2 separate regions of the Rattus norvegicus genome follow, and region 1 is linked to region 2. Evidence: chromatin contacts called from public Hi-C data. All regions are on one chromosome and are shown on one strand. The core of a region is the stretch at or near the end of the contact, and the rest is flanking DNA. Distances in the headings are between cores, read along the strand shown. Region 1 holds the start of Gadd45a (growth arrest and DNA-damage-inducible, alpha). Region 2 holds the start of Mad2l1 (mitotic arrest deficient 2 like 1).

Region 1 (5,915 bases), core at 555-3,054, 250 kb before region 2:
GATCAAATCCTGGGCCTGAGCCTGGAACATGCTAGGCAACTGCTCTGCCATTGAGGAAGAATCCCAGGCCCAATCCCAATGTTGGGGAATAAATATTCATATTCATTCTCTCTCTCTCTCTCTCTCTCTCTCTCTCTCTCTCTCTCTCTCTCTCTCTCTCTCTCTCTCTCTCTGAGTGCTCTAACTGCATGTATGCTTGCATGCCAGAAGGGGGCATTCGATGCCATTATAGATGGTTGTGAGTCACATTGTAGTTGCTGGGAATTGAACTCAGGACCTAAGGAAGGACAGCCAGTGTGCTTAATCACTGAGTCATCTCCCCTGCCCTGAGGAATTCCTTAACAAGCATAGCTCATGTAAAGATTTAAGGCATAAGTATGAGGTACACAAGCATGCTGACGCTTGTTCCTTTACTCAGATATTGTCTCTTGGGGACATAGCACTTAGGGATTAAAAGGAAAGTTGTCTCCAATAAGTGAACTAGAAAAATCAACCTATCAATTTTCCATTAAGATTAAGAGAATTGGAAAATATTTTGTCCACAAGAATAAACACTTAAGGATGCAAAAGTCACATGTACTTCTGCAAAATTTACCTCTCTAACTGCCCAGTGACCTCAATATAAGCACTGTTAGGAATGCAAACCATTTCACCATTTCACCATTTCACCACTCTTGGTGACTAGTAGGTTCAGGCAATGTTTTCGTATTTATTGAATAAGCTCACAAAAAAAGGGGGTTTTGAACTATGCAGTAAAAGTTTACATTAAAAATTGTTTTTAATTTGTAACTCCTGCTTACAGTTATAAAGGTTTGCCTTCTACCTACAAGTTGCTATGTCTCAAAGGTGAAATTTTAGCACATGGCTAAAATGAACTATAGTTACAGCTTCATGATTCAGAGTGAGATCATAGGCAACAGAAGGCAGTGTCATACTCTGTGATGGGAAGTCTAGGGGGCATCATGAGCATCTCGAATTTAGACTGTGGTTACTCTGAATATCACAGAATTTGTCTCTTAGCTCTTACTTGATTAGAAGGAGCCTTCTTCAGGAAAGGTTTTAAGAACGGTGAGCTTGGCTCGTTAGACATGTGATCACCAGCTTACAAGGAGTGGGGCAGAAATTTCACCAGCTTTTTGTGGAAAAGATTCCAACTCGGTACTGTGCCATCACTACACACAAATGTGCTTTTTTTTTCCTCCCTGGAGTTTCAAATTCTCACAACCAACCAAAACCAAATCAAACCAGCCATCAGGGCACCAAAAGAATACTACTGGGAATAAGCAGCTTAACCTGTAACTTGCATATAAACACTCTGAAGCAAGCTTTGCCTGGTACGTCTGAACACTTAAAAATATGCTTACTAATAACAACTAGACTAGAGTGCATTAACCCCTGGAAATAAATTTTAAAAAGCAGTCCCTTAACACAAAAGAACACGAAACGACAATCAAAAGATGTCCACAACCAGAGAAACAATTGGCAGGCTGTTTCAGTCAGAGCTGAGGACACTTGAACCACTCCAAAAGCCCTCTGCACCAGATGGCTTCACAAACTGTCTAGAGCTGGCTCCGGACCCCACCAACCGGCTTTCTGCACCACCTTCGTGCCAGGGGCTCCCTCCCGCATAGCTCCGCCCCCTTCCGCTCAACTCTGCCTAGCTTGGTGGAGCTAGCGTCAGAGTGTCAAAGTCTGCTAATTTGCATGACCCAATGACCTGGCTGCATGTAAATGAGGCTAGCCGTGGTTGGCTGAGGGCTAGCCCCATATCTCCGGATCGGACCCTTTGTCCTCCAGTGGCCCCGAGGCAGCTGTGCAGTGTTCCCCAGCGAGGCTAAGCAAGAAGCCGGCGAGAGCAGAGACGCGAGGGTGGGAGCCAGCGCAGAGCCGGCGCCGGGCACTGTGGGGGCCAGGAGCAGCCCGCGCGCCGCGTGAGGGACTCGCACTTGCAATATGACTTTGGAGGAATTCTCGGCCGCAGAGCAGAAGATCGAAAGGTAAGTGTGCCTGCGGACTCGGTGGCCGCCACCCCTACGGCTTCGCGGCCCGGAACCCTACTGACCCGCTCTCGCCCTGCGATCTGCAGGATGGACACGGTGGGCGATGCCCTGGAGGAAGTGCTCAGCAAGGCTCGGAGTCAGCGCACCATAACTGTCGGCGTGTACGAGGCAGCCAAGCTGCTCAACGTGTAAGTGGCCCCGGCCACCCGCGCCCCCCGCCTCCCGCTTACCCACCCGCTTCTACCCCGCGCTCCCCGGAGCTTGTACACTCACCGTTGCCCACTGTCTGTAGAGACCCGGACAACGTGGTCCTGTGCCTGCTGGCTGCGGATGAAGATGACGACCGGGACGTGGCTCTGCAGATCCATTTCACCCTCATTCGTGCTTTCTGTTGCGAGAACGACATCAACATCCTGCGGGTCAGCAACCCGGGTCGGCTGGCAGAGCTGTTGCTACTGGAGAACGACAAGAGCCCCGCTGAGAGCGGGGGCGCTGCGCAGACCCCGGACTTACACTGTGTGCTGGTGACGGTAAGAGACCAGGGGCTGCAGCTCAGAATCTGCTGGGGTGGACCTTGTCCGAGCTGGACGCTGATCTCGCGGGGGTTCTGATACTGTGAGGAGCGTGTCTAAGCTCATGGGTGGCCTCCAGCGGCGGATGATATCAGTGAGTCAGCAGGCTACCCAGCTACCCCTGCCTACCTCTGCACTAGCTCGTGTGACTAATTCTTTGAGCAGAACAGATTAGATAAAGCCACATTAAGTTCCCGGTTCACCCTTCGTTAAGAAGTCAGCTTCATTCTTCATTTGCTGTCAAAGCTAAAGATAGAAGTCGTGTAGGAGACAGACCTTATTAACTCCCTGGATATAGATACTCTGTGAAGTGTACGGAGTGGAATTCTTTTCTTTGCTGCTCTTGAGTTTGTTTAAACGAGCCCTCTCCACCCTCCTCCCCACCGCTTAAAAATGTGTGGTGGGTGGATAGTGTTTTCAGAAAGAAATGTGCTGCTGTCTCGGTCTTCTGGTTTTTTGTTTTTGTACTCTTTTGACTTGTGTAGGGAAGTGGTAGCCTGATTATTTGTGCTGCCAGTGAAAAGTGCTATTCATTGTCAGGAAAGATAAAAGAGTTCAGCTGCCCTCCCTGCAGCTCTCACGGTGCACACAGCCTGAGAATGTTTTTCAGAAGTATTTTACTTATGACTCCACCAGGGTACGTGCTTGGAAGGGCAGTCTTGAGAATGATAACTTCATGAAGAGTGGGGTAGTTAATATGCAAAACTGTGTGGCTCAGTGTGCATTACAGGTGTTTAGACTTGGCCAAACGCTGTTTGGCAGAATGTTTGGGGTTTGGCCCTTTCAAAAGTAGTACAGCTAGTAGCATACGCTGATCATATTATGGGGAAGTAATTTTTCTAAATCTGTTCTCAGAACCCACATTCATCACAATGGAAGGATCCTGCCTTAAGTCAACTTATTTGTTTTTGCCGGGAAAGTCGCTACATGGATCAGTGGGTGCCAGTGATTAATCTCCCCGAACGGTGATTCCCCGAACGGTGATGGCATCTGAATGGAAATAACTGAACCAAATTGCACTGAAGTTTTGAAATACCTTTGTAGTTACTCAAGCAGTCACTCCCCACGCTGATGCAAGGATTACAGAAACTGATGTCAAGGGGCTGAGTTCAACTACAGGAGGGCTAGGAGATGACTTTGCAGAAGGAGAGAGAGGTGAGACTGAAGGAGGAAGCTGTGTGGAAACAGAAATCCAAGTCAAAAGGGACAAAAAAACTACAAAGAACTGTGCAAGAAAGAAAACTATTAATTTAGGATGGCCGGGTTACAGTAAAGTAAACCAAATATTGCTTTGTTGAAACTTTAAATGTGTAGCAATATTTTGGGTATTTTTTTTGGTCTTCATGCCCTCAAATAAAAGAAAAGTGAAAAGGGTTAATCATATTTTCAAGCCACAGTTTAATGTATTTTGATGAGATGTTAAATTCTCAGAAGTTTTATTATAAATCGTACTAAGTTATTTTATGATGTGAAAGGTTATTTATGATAAAACGTTTTTGAAGCACATTATCTAAAATAAACTGGTATGGAATAACTGTGTCGTTTCTCAATGTGTGGTATGTGTTTTCCAACATGGACTCTTATCAGACTTTGTATTGAAACTTTGCTTTAAAGCCACCAGGCAGAAAGATGGGTGATGGTAGAGGGTTTGGGTAAGGGCAAAGGGAATATGGAGAAAGAGTCACCTTGCAAAGTCTGAATTACAATGAATTATTAAAATGCTATAATTAATTGCATGCAAAACATAGAAGCAGAGAGGAGGGTTACCAAAGCTGCTTGAAGATAAGTGAAGCTTTTACTGAGGGGAAAAAAATCATCTTATTGGAGGCTTAAGAAATGAGCTTAGTTTCTCTAGGTAGAGACAGGGAAAGGGTATTGCTAACAGCTACAAAAGTTTGTGCAATGGTGCAGGCATGAAAGATCAGAGCCCGCAGAGAGACCTGCAAGGGTGACGCTGCGTGCCTCTGGTGTAGGGAGATAAGTGAGAGAGAGGGTTGGAAAGGTGGGGGTTCGACTCAGATGCTGACAGGAGTTCTTACATCACCATTATGTATTCGAGCTTCCTTCTGTGAACTTGCCACAGTCTGCAGAAGGAAGTGACATGGTCAGTGTTGTAGGTAGATAACATGGGAGGTAAGGGGTAGTTAATAGGGTGAATAGCTGTAGTTCCCAGTGTAAGGTAGTGAGAATGTTTTGTAGAACCATGACAAAGGGCAGGTTTCTCATGTTCTTAGCCTCTTCCCAGGGCACTATAGCTTCAGCCGAGCATTTCCACGACTGCTGCAAGGGGTCTGGATATATTAGGGAAGAAGTGTCAGAGAATAAGGAAAAAAAGACTTCAGTAGAAGAAGCCTTTGTACTGTCTGGTCAGTAGCAGGCCCATGTAGGCAGAGCCAGGGAACCCAAAGGGACATGCTGGAGAAAAAGGCCTGCAGAGCTGTAGTCTCCACTGTTTGCAGCTCCCCCCTCCCCACCCCCACCCTCTCTCTGGAGCTCCTTGGGCCCCTGTGTTTGTCAGCCTTCTTGTGACCAGCAGGGAGGGCAGAAGAAAACATACCCTTAAGCTTCTGCGCATCTTGTATGGCCTTCTTTTGTTTCTACTCTTAGGAATGTGGATTTCTAGGCCTTATTTAGTCTTCTTTTGCTTTAAGCCAAGGTGTAATCCCAAACAACTGGAGTAACAACATTTACTTTTTATATTAGCAGGAGATTTGAGAGCCATGCCTTTCAGGCAAGACCTTTAGCCTTCCCGCTAGAGGCTCGTCCGATCTGTTTCTACAACTGTTGCAGTTCATGAAATAAGTCAAACCAAGTAGGAGAAAAGCAAGTGGAGAAAAGCAAGTGGAGAAAAGCAGCTGTTTGCTGGAAAGAGCATGGGTGGCAGCCATGCCTCCCTCCATCAGGCCTCTCTGCCCTGATTCACTCAGGTGTAAAAGTGAAGAACACACTACCCAGCCCACAGCGTTGCCTTTTATAGCTTTGTCATCTCGTCATCTGGAAGGATGAGCTAATACCGGGTCGTAGATGTCTGCATACATTAGGTGATGAGTCAGTATTGGTTAAATAAGTGGAATAAGTAGAAATCATCATAAATCCAAGGCTGCAGCTTTAGTGAGAGAGCCTGTATGAGATCCTGCAGTGTCCCTGGCCCTGGGAAAAGTAATTACTACCTGGTACGTGGTATTTGCTCAGATCATAGCAACAGGAAAATATTGAAAGCCTCACAGAGATTCGTTACTTACCATACATATTATTAAAAAGGAGTTTGAGTCACTTAAGTCCCAGTGCTTAGTGATAAGAAATAGCAGGATCCAGCCTTAAGGTTGATCCGTTTCTGACAGGC
Region 2 (5,495 bases), core at 222-2,721:
GGATTAAAAGAGGATCGATCCAGACACCAGAATTCAAAGCAGATCTTATGCTTAAAAACCCTACCTCTTTTGCCTGTGAATTCATACCCAACTTGCACAAGTGTTGATGGATACTCTATTATGGATACGAATTGCAAGGAATGTTTAAAAGTATGGCCTTAAGCTGGGCACGGTGGCAAATGCCTTTTAGTCCCAGAACTCGGAGGGGGTAGACCCAGGCTGATCTTTCTGAGTTCAATCTGGTCTACATCGCAAGTTCAAGGACAGCCAGAGCTATAGAGACCTATCTCAAAAGCAAAACAAAACAAAACGGCCTTAAAGAGAGTTGTTAAGTTAACCATGTTCAGGTGGTCACCAAAAGGCCATTTTAATGCTGAAGTTAACAAAAAGGCAACAAATACTATAATGAAAACAATTAAAACAAACCAACCACCCATACACATAAAACTCAAAGGGGAAAAAAGGGTAGTTGCAATGCTTTTAGAATTGGTATTTTGTAAGATTACATTGGGAGATACAGAGCAAAACACAGAAAGATGAGATCATTTTAATTGGGTAAAATTTCCAATTTGTTGCACCTGGTTAACCTATAAAACCCATTTCTAAAGCAGCTTTTCTAAGATGCCTAACATCAAGACATTCAGCCTACTTAAAAAACAGAAGAGGTGGAAATTCCCTCCATCACTTGCTTTCTCCCAATTCAGAATCACATTTGAGAAGGCCTGTTGCTTTAAGCTACTTGGGACACTTACAAATGCAAACTTGTAAGGTGTAAAACTCAAAACGTGATTACCTTTTAGCTGCTCTACCACATTATTGAGATACTTTATGAGCTCGGGGTCAGTAGTTACAAGCAAGGTGAGTCCATATTTCTGCACTCGAGTAAAGGTTTCCGACGGATAAATGCCACGCTGATACAAAATGCTGTTGATGCCAAATGCTGAAAGCGAAAGAAATAAAGCCATAAACATGTATTAACGTTTTAAACTCTTCCAGAAATCAGAGTAGGGACAAAACAACACGGAAAACCTTTAACCCAGCAATGTCGAATTTCACCGGGTCGCTAAATGTAAACACAGAGTATGTGGTTCAGATGTCAACGCAGACCACCAGCTTTCAAAGAGCGAGTGAGATGATGCCCCAGGCCAGCCCCGTTTCATTCCAGGAGGCACAGGCCTGCGTTCCCCGCCCCCGGGAGGATCCGGTGGTTCCGCTCTAGCACACGTCCTAAGGCCCGGCCCAGGCAGCTTATCTTTGGCTGCAGGGTCCGCGCTCAGCACTCACAAAAAAACTCGGCGACGATTTCTGCGCTCCCACGCAGGGTGATGCCTTGGTCCCGGGCGAGCTGCTGTGCCATCACTAGATCGAACGGAGAACACTGTCAACCCCTCCGTAGATGGCGCCCTAATGGCTCCTCTAGCTATTCCCCGCCACCCGGTTCAAAAGTAACTACGAATCCCGCCGGTCGCTCTGTGCGCAGGCGCAACGAGCCTTAAACCCCACCTACGTCGCCAGTTTCCGGCCCCAACCCTGTCTTTTAACTCGGAATCCCTTCCTGAGCCCGCCTCATGCTTCCGGTTTTTTCTAAGCCCCTCCCACATTAGGGAACCGGGTCTCTTTTCAACATTTCGCTCCATAACGCTACTTCCGCCGTAAGCCCAGTTGCACCGCAGATGAGCTGACCCTAAGTCCCGCCCAAAGCGACTTGTATCCGGCCCTGGCTCCACCCTCTCTGGCAGACCGAATGCGCAGGCGTAGAGTGGTTCGGGCGTATGGTTCCAGTTCCTGGTACCCAGGAGGGTCCTTAGTGGGCGGGACCTCTGATAAGGTGGCCTAGAAGAGGATCTGAGATGGTAGTGGGGTTACCTACCTGCCACACCCGTGGTCTGAGCATCCCTGAAGCACAGGCTCAGCTTTGAGCATAGTTTCAAGTCTGGGAGAGCCTAATTTTTTTTTTTGTTTGTTTTGTGTGTGTGTGTGTGTGTGTGTGTGTGTGTGTGTGTGTGTGTGTGTGTAAATGCAACTTTTCTGGAGAAATAAGATGAGGGGAACTAGGTCGAACAGAAGCTTAGTGAGTAAAGATGCTTGTCACCAAGTCTGCAACATGTCTGGAGGAGAGAGGCAAGGCACATGCACACACACACACACACACACACACACGCGCGCGCGCGCGCGCGCGCGCGCGCATGCACATACACAAACACACAGACACACACTGTAATAATCATTTAGAAATGTCTTTAGTTTTCTATTACTACATACATTTTATAAGTTCACATCAGATTTAAATGATAGGGCTTCTTGATTTCCTTTCTTTGCAATTAGCCTGCTTTTAAGTCTTTTAGTCATATGTTTCTTTTTGAGTATTTAAGGCCTATACCTGAGCATATAAGATTATACATGAGATTCATGTGACAGTTTTTATATTGTACAGTGTATTGGGTCCAGGAGATAGCACATCTTCCAAGTATCCTAAATGCTTCTAATGCTGGTACTCAGACTGCATTTTGAAACCAGTTGACTATTAGAAATACTGTAATGTGCAGGTTTAAGAAGTTTAGAGCCTGAATTAAATAGATGCCAGGGAGGTTGTATAAGGGATACATCAGAGAAAGAAATTGTGACATACGAGGAAGAATGAAATGGTGGCATAGATAAAACTGAGGTACCAAGCTCTTTCTTCCCAAGTGTGTTTGGACTTAATCTAATTTATCACAGTAACATAAAAAAATCTGGAATCTTCGATGGTCTTACCTATTAACTTTTGGCCACTTGGTTTAACATTACCTCCCTCCCCTTTTATCAAAAGCAATACTATAAAATACTTGAAAACTCAGTTTCTCGAATTTACTTTGCCTCACAATTTTGTAAACTCTTGCTATGCATTGTTTAGGGAAAGAATGTTTGAACAGGGAAGAATAGAAATTGAGCCTTTTTTCTAAAGAGAGTTCAAGCAATACAAGCCAATATTTTATTAATAAAACAATAAATATAAAGAGTATGTGATGAATAATTAGGCTTCTATTTCATACTAGGGTATTAAAAACAAGTGTTTTTCCCCCTAAGTCTAGAAGTACAGAAAGTTTGAGGCTGAAGACTCAATCAAACAATATTATAATAGGTCTAGAGTGCTTACAGAGTCAGTTCAAGATCCAGTTTCTAGTTAGTGGCAGATTTATCAGAGAACTTAGACTGCCTAGCTTAGTCTCCTTTTATAGCACATTTATTTGAAAAAAATGCCAGTGAGCTTTCTTATTGTTGTGGTTATTTTTGAGAAAAAATTTGCTTGATTTGGGCTAAGAGCACTTACTTATTAACTAATAGTGCACATAACTTGTCAAAAAATTTCAGTAATAAGCCATAAAGAATTTTGTGTAGGTAATACAAGTAATTCAAGTTACCAGAAGAGGGCAGTGTTTAACCATACAATAAAACCTTTGAAAAACAATGCAAATGAAGGCTTCAGGGCCACCTAGCGTCAAGGAAAAAGACTAAGTTAATAGTTCTCTAGGCATTTGTGTGTGGGCAGTGAACCCCAGAATGAAATACTGAATCATAATATACCGCGGAATTTACATTCTCTTTAGTATTTAATGTATGTGCATCACACATATTAGAAATATATGTAAATGAGGTTCTTGAAACTAAGCTGTTTATTTAAACTCTCAGAGAACTGGAGATAATGTATCATATTTTTGTGCAATTTTCATCTGCCAATTTTTTTAAAGTAGTTTTTTATAGAAAATACTAGGGATCTTATTATATGGATTTGAAGTATATTTTTTAAATTAATTCTTTTTTGTCACAAACCTTTGTGTTACTTGGTTTCTTTTTTGTATTGTTCTTAAAGTAGGCTTTTATGTATCCCATGCTGGCCCCAAGTTTTTTATGTAGCCAAAGATGGCCAGTATTTCTTATCTTCTTGCTGCACCAGTGGAATGCTAGAATCACAGGTGTTTATCACCCTGCCAAATTTATTCAGTGCTGGGAATTGCAACCAGGACTTTTTTTTTTTTTAAAAAAGATTTATTTATTATATGTAAGTACACTGTCTCTGTCTTCAGACACACCAAAAGAGGGCACCAGATTTCATTACAGATGGTTGTGAGCCCCCATGTGGTTGCTGGGATTTGAACTCAGGACCTCTGGAAGAACAGTCAGGGCTCTTAACCACTGAGCCATCTCCCCAGCCCGCAGCCAGGACTTCTTACAAGCACTCTACCAACTGAGCTACCTTCTAACACCAGAGTTTCATTTTACATAGCGTACTTCTCATTTCGTGTGAAGAACAAGAATTAAATCAGTCGTTTTCTGTTCTGATTACTTTGGGCTCCCTCACTATGTGTAATGGATACACATATATTACATCTTTTTAATGATTAAATTGTAGAGTGTAAATCTCTTAAAGTCCTATTCTCCTTCCTAAGAATTCCTTGATGTTGGGCTCATGGCTTCAACAAGAAAACATATGTTTTAATGATGACATTTAATTAATTTGTAGTGGCTTTAAAGATTTTATTTTATTATTATTTATGTGTGTTTGTGGGTTTATGCATGTGAGTGAAGTGTCTGTGTAGGCCAGAAGACAGTGTCATATTCTTTGGAACTGGAGTTACAGGCTATGGTGAGCCACAGGCCTTGGGTGCTGGGAACCAGACTCAGGCTTTCTGCAAGAGCAGCTAGCACTGGTCACTGCCAAGCCATCCCTCCAGACTAGCAATGGCTTTGAAAAGTCAACATTTCATACTGGTACAGTTTATAATTTTAATGATCTAGTTGTATACATGGTTATTTTTAAGTAAAAATTAATTACCAAACATTATTGAAAACGAATGTAAATTTCTACAATAAAATTAGCATATTATCAGAATACATTACCATGTTTTGTTATCTGTTATTCATATGACATTTAGTGCAATTTTATCATGTTGGCGATAATTACATTGCATTTTTTATATTTATTTATTTTGTGGGGTGAGAGGCTGTATGCAAGTGTGGAGGTCAGAGGGCAATTTGTAGGAGTCAGTTCTCTCCTTTTACCATGTGGGCTCTGGGTATGGAACTTAGGCTGTCAGGCTGGACAGCAAGGGCTTCCATTCATTGAGCCATCTTGCCAGCCTTATGTAGTATTTTATGCAGATTTAATCGTTGGTGAGGGAAAAGTAAGCACATACATACTTGGAATATATTATATAAAATACAGGTGCATACATTTAAAAATGCAAATGCAATTGGGATTCAGAACAGCTCAAAATGGTTTAGACATGAAAACCAATCACACAGTCCATGAGGGAGTCCATGAGCAGCTGATAAGCAGTGGCCCTTTTTAGATGAGTAAAAATAAATTTAATGTGTTAGGCCATTTTATAGTTACTTATTGTGGTGGATTAAATAGGAATGGACCCCATAGGCTTACTTATTTGAGTGATTGCTGAGGAGGGAGTGGCACTAGTTGAGAGGGTTTACTTGCTATGTAACTGTCTACAGTAGTCTGA

The links. Hi-C and Micro-C count contacts between places; a contact is called where the count stands out from the background.
Region 1: a Hi-C map of mammary epithelial cells shows a contact between it and region 2, with 2.1 times the contacts expected there. The contact joins the promoter of Gadd45a here to the promoter of Mad2l1 in region 2. A contact is called at or near these places in 4 of 12 Hi-C or Micro-C datasets (the A7r5 cell line, the Rat2 cell line, Schwann cells and 1 more) and 1 of 1 datasets of contacts at active chromatin or transcription factors (oligodendrocytes).

Annotation. Positions count from the first base shown.
Region 1 is chr4:97,482,688-97,488,602 of GRCr8, reverse strand. Gadd45a (growth arrest and DNA-damage-inducible, alpha) reads left to right here and starts at 1,804. Exons shown (of 4, transcript NM_024127.2): 1 at 1,804-1,997; 2 at 2,087-2,188; 3 at 2,293-2,530; 4 at 3,428-4,106. The coding sequence starts at 1,954. The coding sequence ends at 3,541. It overlaps LOC100912188 (a long non-coding RNA gene), which reads right to left and starts at 2,412. Exons shown (of 6, transcript XR_010066176.1): 1 at 2,274-2,412.
Region 2 is chr4:97,232,485-97,237,979 of GRCr8, reverse strand. It overlaps Mad2l1 (mitotic arrest deficient 2 like 1), which reads right to left and starts at 1,471. Exons shown (of 6, transcript NM_001106594.1): 1 at 1,285-1,471; 2 at 794-940. The coding sequence starts at 1,357.